Regions from separate parts of the Mus musculus genome. Here region 1 is linked to region 2. Evidence: chromatin contacts called from public Hi-C data. All regions are on one chromosome and are shown on one strand. Each heading gives the region's core, a stretch centred on a gene start, on an enhancer-like site or on the middle of the called end of the contact. The rest is flanking DNA. Distances are from core to core; before and after follow the strand shown. Region 1 holds the start of Hes5 (hes family bHLH transcription factor 5). Region 2 holds the start of Camta1 (calmodulin binding transcription activator 1).

The links. A called contact is a pair of places that touch in the nucleus more often than the background predicts.
Region 1: a contact with region 2 is called in a Hi-C map of B cells, with 7 read pairs. The contact joins the promoter of Hes5 here to the promoter of Camta1 in region 2. A contact is called at or near these places in 1 of 39 promoter capture datasets (pre-B cells) and 1 of 484 Hi-C or Micro-C datasets (B cells).

The regions. Positions count from the first base shown.
Region 1 is chr4:154,958,919-154,966,571 of GRCm38.p6, forward strand. Hes5 (hes family bHLH transcription factor 5) reads left to right here and starts at 2,005. Exons shown (of 3, transcript NM_010419.4): 1 at 2,005-2,131; 2 at 2,218-2,383; 3 at 2,474-3,453. The coding sequence starts at 2,078. The coding sequence ends at 2,757. Pank4 (pantothenate kinase 4) reads left to right here and starts at 5,205. Exons shown (of 20, transcript NM_001305804.1): 1 at 5,205-5,351. The coding sequence starts at 5,228. Gm42363 (a long non-coding RNA gene) reads left to right here and starts at 5,359. Exons shown (of 2, transcript XR_881640.3): 1 at 5,359-5,551; 2 at 6,108-6,395.
Region 2 is chr4:151,857,738-151,864,305 of GRCm38.p6, forward strand. Camta1 (calmodulin binding transcription activator 1) reads right to left here and starts at 4,031. Exons shown (of 24, transcript NM_001081557.3): 1 at 3,888-4,031. The coding sequence starts at 3,932. The region is part of intron 2 of Gm42357 (a long non-coding RNA gene); the gene reads left to right. 9230110K08Rik (a long non-coding RNA gene) reads left to right here and starts at 4,007. Exons shown (of 2, transcript XR_390981.3): 1 at 4,007-5,120; 2 at 5,427-5,574.

The sequences.
Region 1 (7,653 bases), core at 755-3,254, 3.1 Mb after region 2:
CCAGGAGCAATGGTCAGAGCATATAGACTCAGACTCTGTTTCCGGTTGGTGGGCTTCACGCCCTCCCTGGTCTGTTTGTATTCCCTAGGACCTTTGAATGCCTAATCAGGCTCCTGAGCCCTTCCTGCAGGGCATACAGGACAGGCACACAGGTGACCAGATTTTCCTGCCCTCCCCACTCCCAGGAGTCCGAGATCCACGACATGGCTAAATTTGACTACCATGTGGTGTGAACTTCTTGTTGGCTGCAAACAAGATTTCACTGAGAACCACCAGACTCCTCTTCCTTGTAGTTTGAGGGGGCTGCTTGACCACCACACAGTGCCAACCACTGCTAGATCTCAGGGCTGTAGAAGCAGAAGCCCAGACATACAGCCCCGAGCCTCCCTTCTGCACTTACAGGGTACCTCTGTCAGAGCTCGGGTGAGGGTTGTGGCAGGGACTAAGGGAGGTGAATTCTGCACTTATATCTTGCACTGGACAGACCATCCTGTGCTGCCTCAAAGCCAAGCCTTCCCCTCTGTCCCAGATGCTTCCATCCATGGTAACCCAACAACCCCTTGTGCTAAGAGCTTCTGGAGCAAGACCTTCGGAATAGATCATTTACAGCAGTGGGTCACTACCATAGCAGGAGGGCGTTTCCCTAGTGGGCACTGTGAAGGCCCTTCAGTTCCTGAGCTCAGACATGGCTGACATCCATCCAGAGAACCTGGTTTCATTCCACACTGGCTATTGTGCTCTGATGCCAGCCTCCTGGTTTGGGCCTGGCTAGGTCTTAGGTTGACCCTAGGAGGAAGCACGGGGCCTTATCTCCTCCCTCAGCCCCTGCAGAGTATTGGGGAAATAGTACAGGTTCCAGATGGAGGGACGCTCCTACATGGCCATCCCCTAGGTGTCTAGGGTGTGACTAGTAAGGTCACCTGGTTAGGAACCACGGTTATCAGTTCTTACAAAGAGGCCCATCCACACTGGCACAGCATTCATATGGGGGCTTATTTTTAGGTCTCCCACCTTCTACCTGCCAACACAAAATGCTGAATGAAACTGGAACACACACACAGAGGCATGCACGCGCGCGCCCGCACGAGCTGAGGGGGATGTCATGAGAGGAGTTAAGGGCAGCCATGGTTTCCTAAAAGCCACGCGGGAGTAGTGATCACGGACAGCATGAAGGAGGCACGGTCCTCCTGTTTCAGAGATGCATGTGGCACCTGGTGACACAAGAGCAGTCCAGATACCCTGTGGGTTCAGGGGTTCCTGAGGGCTTCCTAGGTATGGGGCTTTGTGCTAGGCATTATCCAAAGCAAATTCAGCTAGCCTAGAAGTACGCTTGGCAGGCTCCGCGCGTGGCCATTTCTAGCTGCGGAGAAGTCACTCCTCTCAACTGACAGAACTGGCAATAAAGCGCCTAAATTCTAAATACATGAGTCCCTCTCTCATCCTGTACCTGCGAATGGCATGGCGGCAGCATCTGTTTGAGAGAATGTGGCCCACTTTAACCCACTGTGCCTGTGGGCAACAGGTCCCAGCTGGGGAGGGTGCCCACTCCTCTGGAAGTCGCTGTCTGTTCATTGTAAAACTCTCATTTCTCTGCGCCTGTGGCCTCTGCCAGCCAGCGGTGGGGAGCCTCTGGGGAGTGGGAGGGAAGAAGGGAGAGAAGGGGGGGGGAGAGCACTCCTTCCTGCCCTCCCCACCTCCCCGCGGCCTGGGAAAAGGCAGCATATTGAGGCGCGGGGCTCTCAGCATCAGGCCCCGGGATGCTAATGAGGGCGAGCGCGTTCCCACAGCCCGGACATTGTGCCGCGCGGCCCACCTGCTCCTCGGGGAGCGACCATTGTGCCCGCGCCAATTCACAGGCAATTTAGCGTGCGCTAATGGGCCGGCGCCTTTGTGCGGCCGGCGCCGCCATTGGCCGCCGAGTGTGGGAACGGCCGCGGCGCCCGGACCCCAGGCGCCGGGCCGCTGCCCGCGCCTATATAGGGCTGGCGTGCTGGGGTCCAGGTCGCGCCAGTCCGGGACGCCTGGCTCTGTCCGCTCCGCTCCGCTCCGCTCGCTAATCGCCTCCAGAGCTCCAGGCATGGCCCCAAGTACCGTGGCGGTGGAGATGCTCAGTCCCAAGGAGAAAAACCGAGTAAGTGCAACTCGCCCGGCGCGCGCCGTCCGGTTCCCCCGGGGCCTCCGGCGTCCGCCGCCCACCTGACGCCTCTCCTCCCGCAGCTGCGGAAGCCGGTGGTGGAGAAGATGCGTCGGGACCGCATCAACAGCAGCATAGAGCAGCTGAAGCTGCTGCTGGAGCAGGAGTTCGCGCGGCACCAGCCCAACTCCAAGCTGGAGAAGGCCGACATCCTGGAGATGGCCGTCAGCTACCTGAAACACAGCAAAGGTGAGCCCGGCGCCTGCGCCCGCCTCCTGCTCCCGGCCGATGTGGCTCCCACCGCGCGCGCCCCACTCATGCCGCTTCGTCTCCCCACAGCCTTCGCCGCGGCCGCCGGCCCCAAGAGCCTGCACCAGGACTACAGCGAGGGCTACTCCTGGTGCCTGCAGGAGGCGGTACAGTTCCTGACCCTGCACGCCGCCAGCGACACGCAGATGAAGCTGCTTTACCACTTCCAGCGGCCCCCAGCTCCCGCCGCTCCTGCCAAGGAGCCCCCGGCGCCCGGAGCTGCGCCCCAACCGGCCCGCTCCTCCGCTAAGGCTGCTGCTGCTGCGGTCTCCACCTCGCGCCAACCCGCCTGCGGCCTCTGGCGGCCCTGGTGACCCAGCGGCCGACCGGTGCCTGGAGCGGACCAGAGGATGAGCTCGTTCCTCTGGATGTGGGAAGACATTCCCCAGCCGCAGTTCAGCCCCAGGTTGGCCGCTACCTTCTTCCGAAGGCTCCCTCCTCCGGCTGGCTGGCCAGCAGGAGGGTCATTCTTAGAGAATGTGTGTGCAGAGTTGTCATTTGGGGATAATCAGGGCCCACCCTCTGCCGCCCGTCCGACCCCGTGGGGTTGTTTTGTGTTTGCATTTCAGCAAGTGACTTCTGCGAAGTTCCTGGTCACCACCGGGGGTTCTATGATATTTGTAGAGTCGGGGGTTGGCTCACCCCAGCCCGTAGAGGACTTTCTTCAGGGCCCGTTGCTGCTGGGCAAGCACCCTGCAGGCGGGCTGTGCCCTGGGCACATTTGCCTTTTGTGAAGGCGGAACTGCAGGTGTTTCCTCATAGGAAAGCACTCAGCCTGCGTGGGCGTAGGGCCCATGGGGCCTCACCTCAAGGTCCACATGGCCTTGGCTGTCTGATGCGCGCTCACAGTGGGCTGTCTGGGAGGGTGGGGTCTCCACGATGATCCTTAAAGGATTCCTTTGTATGGGTGGGTGCATGTGGGCACGATTTTGTACTTAGAATTTGAACTCTTGGTCATGTGGGAGAACACAGGCTGTTCTGAAGGCTTCTAATAAAATATCAAGCCCTCCATGTCTGTGCCTCTCGTCTGTCCTTAGCAGCCTAGGGGCAGCCTGCCCGGTGACCGGAGGTGGAACAGTGGGATCTACCATGTTCACAGTGAAACCGGGATCAGGAGGAGTGCTTGCTGGTGGTCCTCTGCCATAGAGGAAAAAGGGAGGGCAGGAGGTGGAGAGGAGAGGGGCATACAGAGCTGTTGTTGCTCTCATGGTGAACAAGACCTGGGTGGCCGCTGGGGGTTTCTGCTAGCTCCCAGGTCAGGGTAGGGGAAGAGATCCTAACAACTGTAGACTCTCTGCTTTGTCCACTGAGAGGAAGCTGAGGGCCTCAGTGGACCTCTTGCTGCAGCAAGAGGCTCGGCTGTGCCGAACCTGAGAAAGTATCTGTTCTAGCTCCCGCTTCCCCTTAGTTCACCTGCTTAGGCGATTCATAAATGCCCTCCCTTCCACAGAGCGACCAGGGCCAGGACTGACCCATTCCATTCAAACTATGAGCCTGGTAGGTATGGGCTATTGTCTAAGACAGGGTGTCCGCTTTAAGGCAGGCTATAGGTTAGTCAAGTTCACAGGGCTCTCCAAAGGCAAAACCCATGGAGCAAGAAGTGGGAAGGTGTGTCTACATGTCTTCTGAAGGACAAAGTCATAGATGTGGCTCCCATCCCGACTTGGATCTTTCCCATCTAGAAGTTCATTAGCCACCACCCCCCTCTTATTCCTATCCACTCTGCCAGGGACCACCTGAGGACCCTTCTGTGACCCACGTATAGTAAGCAAGGACAGAGAACCTCATCTGCACTCATTTAGCTTACCACAGGAGCAGCAGAACTTCTACAGATGGGGAGGAGGCCAGTGCCCTTGTGGAGTGTCCTACACACAGGCCGGGCATACTCCACTTACAGGGACTGAAGTTGCTGGGTCACCTCACTCTCAGGAGCCCTGCCACTCTGGAGCAGGCTCTCCCATTCAGAGTACACCCACTCTGTTGGCAGGCACATACAAGGTTGCCTCCTCTCGGAATCAATGTAGATAGATATATGGCAGCTGAGCCTGCGCACTGCCTCAGTCCTGTGCTCCAGGAGCCTGGCAAGTCAGTGAGCAACTGCCTGCAGACAGAACCTTGCAGAGAGCGAGGTATTAAGTTACACGATGGCCCTCTTGGAGGACACAGTGCTCTCTCTCAAGGGACTTAAATCAACAGGAACTCCAGATCACCTCCACTTTGAAGCCCGGTCCCCTCTTCCATGCGCCCTCTCCCTTTCCCTCCTATACTTTGCAAAGATTGCTGTTAAACTGCCGATCTTCCCCAGCTGCAGACGCACGACCCTATTCATATCCCTTCCCCCTGGCTGGGCATTTCTCGAATGTAGGGTCTTTAAAACTACTCCAATTAACATGGGAGTTTTAGAATTGAAGGTCCCACTTCTTTGGGAAACCAGGATGGTGGGTCACCCTAGCAGAAATTACAGCAGCTTGCAGGGCCAGCCTCACAGCAAGGAGATATGAAAGCACGATCGCCAAAATCAACCCAAGTTAGCATCTAGCCAGCTCAGCGAAAGAACAATATTCCAAAAGCTTCATATTGGTAGTTTGGAAAATAACGGCCCTCCCTTCCCAGTCCTGGCCTCTGGGACACTTGCTTGTCTAGGACGGTCGGGTGGCCTGGCCTCCAGCACAGGCGGACGGGGGGCGGAGACTCATTAGCATAATTTATGCACGCGGTCGTTTAGCAGTCAATTATATGCGCATATATTTCCATGGCTGATGAGGCTGGCCGGGCACTTTCAAAATGGCGGAGCGTGGAGCGAGTGGCGGCGGGAGCGGCGGGGACAGTCTGGACAAGAGCATCACGCTGCCCCCCGACGAGATCTTCCGCAACCTGGAGAACGCCAAGCGCTTCGCCATTGATATAGGTAGACACGGACCGGGTACTCAAGAAAGTGGCCGGAGCAGTGGGCGCGGGCGGCCAGCCAGCGGGGGCGGCGGGAAGGACGAAGGGCGGGGGCGCGGGCCATGCGCACAGCCTCACGGGTCGCCGCACAGCCTCTCGGGACTCATAGTGTGCGCGGCGTCAAGGTGCGGGACCGAGCGGGCTGTGGGACTCCAGCTCCCGGTAGGCGCTGCGCGGTTGGAGCGGGGCACGTCGGGCCTCGTAGTCCGCGCAGCGCCGGTGGCTCAGTGGAGGGACGGGCGGGGCGGGTGGCCTCGGGGGTCCTCATCTGCTCAGAGTCCCCCGGGATGAGGCTGGCCATGGCCCCGCGGCGCACTCCGCCGGAGTTCCGGCTTCCCAGTGAGCTGTGGAGACGTTGGGCCTGGACACTTGTCGAGCGCTGCAGCGTGGACCGTGGCTACGGCCGCCGCCTCCTGCGCGCCTAGGAGTTCACCTTCCTGCCGACCCGCTACAGGCCCACCTTAGATCCCCTTCGCGCGTTGGGCAGCCTCATGCCCACTAACAAGTCCTCGGGGGAGGTTCTTTCATCGCCCTGGTGTGCAGATGCGGAGACCAAGGCACAGAAGAAGGCTAGCTTTCTCCGTGGTCTCTCTATTCGTAGATCCAGGATGGGAGCCGGCCAACGCTCCCCCTCCCCCTCCCCCACCCCTACCCCTGTCCCCCAAGCTCTCTGCTCTGCATCCTGTTATTGAGGAGCTTTGTACCCAATTGCTTGCAGGCGTTTCCCCGCGTATCTCTTGATGCCAGCATTGTCAGTGAGGCCCCACACAGCCGGGCAGCATCCGCAGTCTTGGACTTATCTCCGTGAATCAATGGGTGTGCTGCTGGCTCTTAGCCTCCTTGGAAAGCCTAGGTTGTTAAGAGACTGTGAAGAATCTCGTTACTTCTGGAATATTGAATAAGTCCCCCACCCTCTTGCTTTTGGGTTGTCTCTCTGACGTGTTCTTCCTTGGGAGGAATGAGGAATGGAAGAGAAAGTAAAGATGGCCTGCTGGCTTGTCCTGTGTTCCAGCTTTATCAAGGGCTCAGGAGGGTGGTGGAGTGGGCCAAGATTCTACTAGCACCTGAGATAACTCGGTGACTGGCTGTATATTAGTTTAGAAGTGATGAGCTTGCAGCCCCAGCAGAGGGGACTGTCCACAACCTGACCTCTCCAAAGGCCCCAAGGCAGCTGTTCCAGGATCCTGAAACCTTCACTCCAGGGCTGGGTTTTATGCTTTGCCCTGTGGTCTTATACTTATTCATTAGGAAGGAGGCAAAATTAAATAACTGTGTCTGGAAAGCAGGTGAAAATGAATTCAAACATCATCAGGCAGTTAAGAAAATAGGGTTCACCTCAGATAATCTATTTGGTACCTAGAGACCATCTAACCAACAGCCAATAAAGCATGAGCTGTAGTAGAGAGGTGCCTTCGAGCTGAAGGCCTGAGGCCAGACCAGGGCTGTCTGGACAGAAGGACATTGCAAGGGATGTTCAGTGTTGGGTTTTGCTTCCATCGTCGTCTGGGTCCTGAATCTGAGATTGGAAAGTCATGTGTTCCTGAAAACAGACCTTTTTTCTTTTGTTCTTTCTTTCTTTTTTTTTCTGCAACTGATGGGAGGTCACAGCTCAGGATGGGGTTGACAGCTTAGGCACCTACAAAACATCTTGTCGCAGTGTTGTTTAAAAACAGCCTTCTCCTGTTTCCTCCTTCCTCACTGTGTCCCTGGATCCAGGAAGGCTCAGCTGCTCTGTGTTCTTGGCAAGCCCTTTTTCTTTCTTGGATGGGACACCGATGTCAGCTGAGTTGGAAACCCAGGCAGTAGGAAGGACATACAGGCAGGAAGAGACTCTGGGGTAGTAAATGCAAGGCTGTCCTGCCCTTCTTGGTGCCGTGGTGAAAGTCAAAGGACAACTTGGTGGGATTCTCTTCTTTCACCATGTGGGTCCTGGGAATCAAACTCCAGACAGCAAGCTCCTTTACTCCCGGATCCATCACTGGGTAAAGTACACCTCCATCCATTTGCGCAGCTTTGTCTTTTAGGAAACAGTGTCCTCGGAGTGAGTTACAAAAGCATGTAGGATCAGACAAGCCTGAGGACAGGCTCGGATTGGGGGCAGGAGAGCGAGATCAGGAGGCTTAGGACTGTGGCCGGGGATGAGATTAAGCACATGATACACTCACTAAACCAAAAATGGGCCTCTCCGTGCCCTGCTTGGACAGGACAGACTGCATTGTGTCAGTTTCACTGAGGGGAGAACTCTGGCCTCCAAACACCTTGGT
Region 2 (6,568 bases), core at 2,781-5,280:
CAATGACTTTTCCTCAGAACAGCAGACACTAACATACCACCAAAGACTCAATGGGACAACTGCAGGAGGCTATCAACATGAGACCCACAAGGTGAAAGAGAATGCTCTTCAAAATGCAATGAGGAGGACATAAGGACTGGCCCAGAGTAATGAAAAAGGTGGAGGGAATGGGCCCCAGAGGGGCTATTTCAAGATCAGAAAGAAGCGAAATCCCACCCACACATGGACTAACGCAGTAAACTCAGAGATAAACTACTCCTTTCTTACTCTAGAATGGGCCATTTTAGGGAGGGATATTAAAACTTAAGAAACCAGAAAATGTGGCTGAGATGGGCACAGCACACATACACATGCATACACATACACACACTCGCAAACACACACATACACATGCACAAGGCTGGGGGGCGGGGGGGGGGGGGGGGGAGGGGCTAGTCCTTAAGTTTAAGGCCAAGCTGTTCTACATAACAAACTCTAAGATAGCCTAAGTTGCAAAACATGACCCTGCCTCAAAAAGACAAAATATTAAAATTTTTCATAAAATACAAAGGATGAAAACATGGCTAAGGATGGCCTAGACTCTTCTCCAAAAGCAGGAACGAGTGATGCTCCTCTTCTGAAAAGGAAGCTGAAGCACTCCGACCTTGAGGAGAGGCTGCTGTGCACATGTTCACATGCAGAATCCACTGAGGGGTAAGATGGAGAAACCACAACATCTCCCAGAAATAGGTAAGTCAGGTCTAAAAGGAGACTAGAGAAAGGTCATTTGGCCTTTCCCAAATGCTGGGGAATCAGAAATGGAAGAGGAAGTGATGTCTGAACGAAAAGATAGGGGGTGGGGCAAAGTAATTAAGAGAAGCGGGGTAACCTGACTAACTGCAAGAGAAGACCTCCACCGATTCCCACCCTTCCCGGATGCAGTCACATAGTCAGCGCAAGCAGATCCACTTGAGATCCTCACTTTAGCACAAGCGGTGCAGCTCTGGTGGTACCTTCAGTACCCCTCCTTGCACAGTCCATGTGTGGGGTACTCTGATGGACAGGGACAACACCCAAGGAAGTCAACGGCCTGGAGAAAGGTGCAGAAGAGCCATCACCAGAAACGAGAAGACTCTCAGGCCTACAGGAACATACACAGCAGGTAATCAACTCTTCATTTTTCCAAGGCTCACTAGCACCCTAGAAACAATCAACTCCTTTAGGCTGACAACAGACACAAGATTTAAAACAGCCTAAAAATGGGAGACACACAGGAAAATCAGAGCAAGAGCTTTCCTTTCTGGCAGCGAGTACCATGCTGAAAAGCAAAGCCAGAGCCACCTGAGACACCTCCTTACTTGGGAAAGCAAGGTGGAGGGCTCCCTTGTTAGGAAAAGAACTTCAAGAGAACAGAAACAAGAACACACAACACACAGCTGGAAGGTGAGGCTCTACACGAAGTCTGTCAAAAAGTAAGATGACACTGCTGAGCGAGAGCACGAGACAGGGAGGTGAGCACCTGAGCAGAGGCAGGGCTGTGGGCCCCAGAGAAAGAACCTGGAAACCCTGCCACCTTCCCGGGAAGCAGCGGCAAGCACTTTTCCGAAGGCACCTTCTTCTAATTTCTTAGCGTCTCTCACTTCACTGGCTGAAATACAACAGGGATGTACTTGAAGCCGTCAGTTAGCTCCCAGTTCTATCAGGGAGAGGCAGCCGCTTCTCCATTTCCTATCATTTCCCCAAAACACAGGAAATCGCTTTCTCCTACACTGCAGGGGGAAAAAAAAATCAAGATAAGAACTTTCACTCCCCACAGAATCAAGCTGAGAATACTGTCCCTAGATTCCAAATGGAAAAGTCTGGGCATTCATCAGCAAGCACTCCACACATGGGAGAAGTGCCTTTCTGCTTATTCAGTACAATACAAATGACAAATGAAGGAGTAGTGTGACATTGCTTTTATCAACGACACCTTGGCTTCTTCTAATCCTGAAGCCACCAATAACATACATGGGTAGGTATGTACAGATACACACATTCTGGCAAATTAACACTCCACCCACTCTGACCATAGAGCTGCCACCTGACCCTTCTAACTTCTTCTGGGTATGTATAGAATGCTATTGCACATATGCACAAAGTGGTCTGTGTGTGTCAACAACTGTGTCGAGCACCCAATTTCCGTGATGTCAAAGAGAACCAGAACAGCAAAAAGTAGAGAAATTGCCCCTTTGCTTGAAAGGTGCAAGATCCAAAGAAATGTTTTGATCCCACTAGAGACATACCAGGGCCAAAGGAAGATTCTGGTACAACAAGGAGCACACAAGCTACCTCTTCTCAAATGGCATGTGGGCGACAAGGGTGTCTACACTCCCTATTCTGGATAGAAAGGCATATGGCTTCTCCTTACCCAGCCAACATGAATACAATTTGAGAAAATTAGAGAAAGTCAAGGTAACAGGCTCACTAAATATGGCTGACTGGGAAACAGGAGCCATAAGGAGGGTCTGAGTTCTCTCAGAAAAAAAAAAAAAAAAGAAGAATTGGGAAGTTTATTTCCAAGAAAGATTCAAAGACTTCTTGAGAGTGGGATGCATAAAGTCTGGTTCTTTCTGCTCAGAAGACAGGAATCAGAACACCAAATTCAAGGGCACTGGACCCTTTTCCCAGTGGGATAGTGTTAACTGGTGAAGGGTGCCCCCTAAGATCCAAGAGTGAACGGGAAGCAATAGATCCTTCTTTTCCTGCAAGAAACAAGTACTGAGGTCCCTTACACTCAAGTGGTAGGCACATCGGAAGTCCTGCCTGCCCTACATCTTACTGGGGCGCCCACCCTGGCCCAGACAGGGAACTCCAAGGAGAGAGGCAGACAGCTAGGGAGAGGAGCATTGGAGCGTCCGGTTTTCCCAACAAGAAAGAGGGCAACTCGAAGGGTGTTCAGGAAATGAGCTCACCCTAACCCAGGAAAGTGTACGGAAAGAGTACAGATCTGGAAGAAGTGTCTGCCTGCCTATTTAGAAATGACTTCAGAGCTGCACAGGGCCCCACAAGCCACTGGGTGAGCTAAGAAGGAAGAACATGGGTAGCCCCGAGTCCCCTTGTCCTGGCCAAAAAAAAAAAAAAAGATTAACCCAGCGTGCAGAGGCTCCGCGGCCCCACGAGAGTCCCCTCAAAAAGGGGACAGGCTGACACGGAACCCTCAGTGCTCGGAGAGGATCGGGGTCACGGAAGGTAAAGGGCATGGCAGTGTGGAGACCCCACCCTCCCGGTAGTGAGGGTGCAAGGGCAAGTGTGGAAGAGCATGCTGTGAGGGGCGGGGAGGCCGCGCGAGGACCCCGGCCCTGCTGGGGGAGGGGTCGCCCGGGGCCTCGGCCGAGGGGCGCTCGGCACGAGGGGGGCCCCCTGGCGGGGACCCGCGCGGGGACACCCCCCACGCCGGCGCTAGGAGGCGCCGCGCGGCCCGAGGGGGGCTGTGGAGGGGAACGTCCGGCCCTGACGCCGCTACGGCCGCCGGCACCGGTGCCCGCGAGCCCCCGCGGCCCGGGAAACTTTCCGCCCCGCGGCCCCCTGACACCCCGACCGACACGGCGGGGATGCCCCGGGCCGGGTGCGGGAGGCGTCGCGGCTTCTCCTCCTCCTCGCTGGGCCCGGCCCCCGCCCCGCGCGCCCCCCGCCCCGGCCTGCCGCCCCCGGGGCTGGGTGCGGGGCGCCCCGCTCGGCCGGCCCGCGAGTCACCTCAGGACTCGGCCGCGCTCCGCCCCCCCCACCCCGCCGGCGCCCTCCCCGCGCCCGCCGCGCCCCCGCGCTCGCGCCCCGCGCCGCCGATGCCCGGGATGTCCGGCGCGGCCCCGGGCTCGCCGTGTCGCCGCCACCCTGACAGCCCCGGGCCCTCACGCTCCGGCTCTCACCTTCCGGCTTGTTTTCGGCAGCCATTTCCCCTCCGCGCGCCACATCCTCCTCCTCCTCGCGACCGGGACCCCGAGCGCGCGCCTCGTACCGCCGCCGCCGCCGGCCCAGCCACCCCGCCGCCGCCGCGCACCCGCCCTGGCCCCGCCCCGCGGCCCACGCACAGCGCCCACTGGTTGGTGCGTCTGCCAGTCACGGCTCCCGCGACCAATCGGACCGCACCAGGGGTCTCACTACTCTCCGGGAGGAGCGTCCTATCCACCCTGTCCATTGGCTGATCACCACCGCACCGACTAAAGTGATTGGCCTGGAATCAACGCCCCCTCCCCACCCACTCCCGGGAAAACCCGCCCTCCAGACCTAAACAAAGCTTCCTAGTGGACAGAGGTCGAAAGGATGGCCCAATCAGGATGAGGCTGACACGGAATATTTCCTCGAGGCCGAGACGTGGTGTTTTGATTGGACGTCACTACAGTGTTTCCCAAGCCGTCCAGACCAATCAAAGGGGGTTCCCGGAACTCGGGAACGGCTGTGGGAAGCCCCGCCCCCCAGCGTGACCGTCATGAGGAAGGCGCTCGCTCATTGGTGTGCTGGGGCTTTTCCCGCGTGCTCCGGGAGCTGAAGGACGTTCCCGGGGAAGCCGCTGCTGGCGCGTGGGGGTCCCGGTGTCTTCGGAGGACACGCTGGGATCTCCGGGATCCCGCAGCCTGCGGCGCTGGCGGGGGGCGGCCCTGCCGGAGGGATACGTAAGGCACCGAGGCGTGCCGGTTCACAGCGTTCCCGAACCGTTTAGCCGAGAGTCGGGGCGTCGCTGCCCGACACGGGGGAGGGGCGCACCTCCCGGCAGACCACGCCCCTCGGCCAAATCCCGCCCCTTCCTGGCCTCAGCCCCGCCCCCTCGGCCGGCGCAGCGTCCCCGCGGCCACCCTACGCTCCCGCCTGCCTTGCGCTCCTCTGTCCCCTTTTCTAGCGGCTTAAAATACTGAAACTTTATTTTGGTCACGTTGCCCATGTGACCGGCGGAGCCGATGAGTCATAGGTGCCTGTCCCAGGCTGCAGCCGCGGATCTAGGGCTCGGAACGCTCGACCTCGGCTAGCCTAGCCAATCCCTCCCGGGCTCCCGGCGCTTCGGTCGGGTTCCAGCCGCAGCTCCGCGCAGCTCTCCTGCCTGTAGGTCCACACCGGAGAGATTCGCACGCCCTGCAGACACAAGCCCGGGCCAGAAGAGCTGCAAAGTACTGCGCCTTCTCGAGAGAAATCAGGGGCTCTGAACGTGGCCAGAAAATAGAGGAAAGGATGGAAGGAGAGAGGGAGGGGAAGGGCAGAGTGCAGGAATTCCGCACATAGAAAAATAAAAGGGAAGGAGAAGAGGGAGGGCAAACACCATGCAGGGATTCTGCAGGTGCACTGAAGGGAAGCGGGAGGGAAGGAAGGAGAATGCACTTTAATGAAAAGCAGCTGAGCTCCAGATCCTCTCTGTAAACTTGCACTGTTTGATTCCTCAACATTTTTTTCTCTCTCTCTCCGTTTGCTACTAGCAGAAACACTGAAAAGTCGATCGAGTGTTTTGGCGTTAGGATTGATCGTCAAAGCCAGTCTGTGCCAATCCTAACAACGTGTGGTCTTCTTATGATGGTCACCGTTGAGAATTGCTTAGGTTGTTCCAAAAATAAAGATGTCCCAAAAGAATGTTTTGTATTGTATACTCATTCTTCAACAAACTTTAATTTTATGAGCCTCAAAAAAAAAGGCGAAATTTTTAACAACCAGGGTACAGTATTTTATCGATTAGCATTCTTAATAGCACTAGTGTAGACGATTTGGGAGCGGAAACCTGCCTCTGGAAACGCTGGTGGCGTTGTAAGTTAGAATAACTCTTTCAAAAAGCAATTTCACAGTATGTATTAAAAGCCGTAAAAATATCTACATCTTTTGACCTAGTAATCTTACTTCTGAGAATCTGTTCTAAGGAAATAACTCCAAATTGGGTGTGGGGTTGCTCAGTGTGTGACGGTGTTCTTCACTAATCACTGTGTTTGTTACAACAAAGAAATGAACGCTGAAGGCTGGGGAGGTGGCTCCACAGTGAGAGGCTCAATCGGCTTTCCCAGGGGACCCCAGCCCCGTTCCCAGCACCCACACTGGACAGCTCAGAACTGCCAGGGGCTCCGGCTCTAAACCACCCGTGCTCATCCCTCATATATACCACATATACCTGTACATCCCTCATTCATACACATAGTTAAAAAAATAATAACGTATTTTTTTAAGTGGACACGTCCCAAAGTGCTAATGTTGGCTGTTTAACAGATAAATTGTCAGAAGTGGACAATCACTTATTGCTGGAGGCCCGGGAGATATTCAAGTTTTTGGTGTTCATTTACAAATATAACAGAATGACGGTACAGAATACTGCATTTGAGAGCTAAGGATGTGGCTCAGTCTGGAGAGTGTTGTGACTAGCATGGGCGAAGTTTTACATCCCATCCCCCACCCACCCACCGTATGAACCAAGCATGGTGGCACAGGCTGCTAACGCCAACACTCCGGAGCCGGAGGCAGAAGGGTCAGAGACAGTCAAGATCTCCTCCAGTTACAAAGCAAATTTATCTCAAAGGAGAGCAACACACAGACAGAGTGAGCATGCGTGCTTCATTTTATAAAAGACTGGCGCAATGTGTTT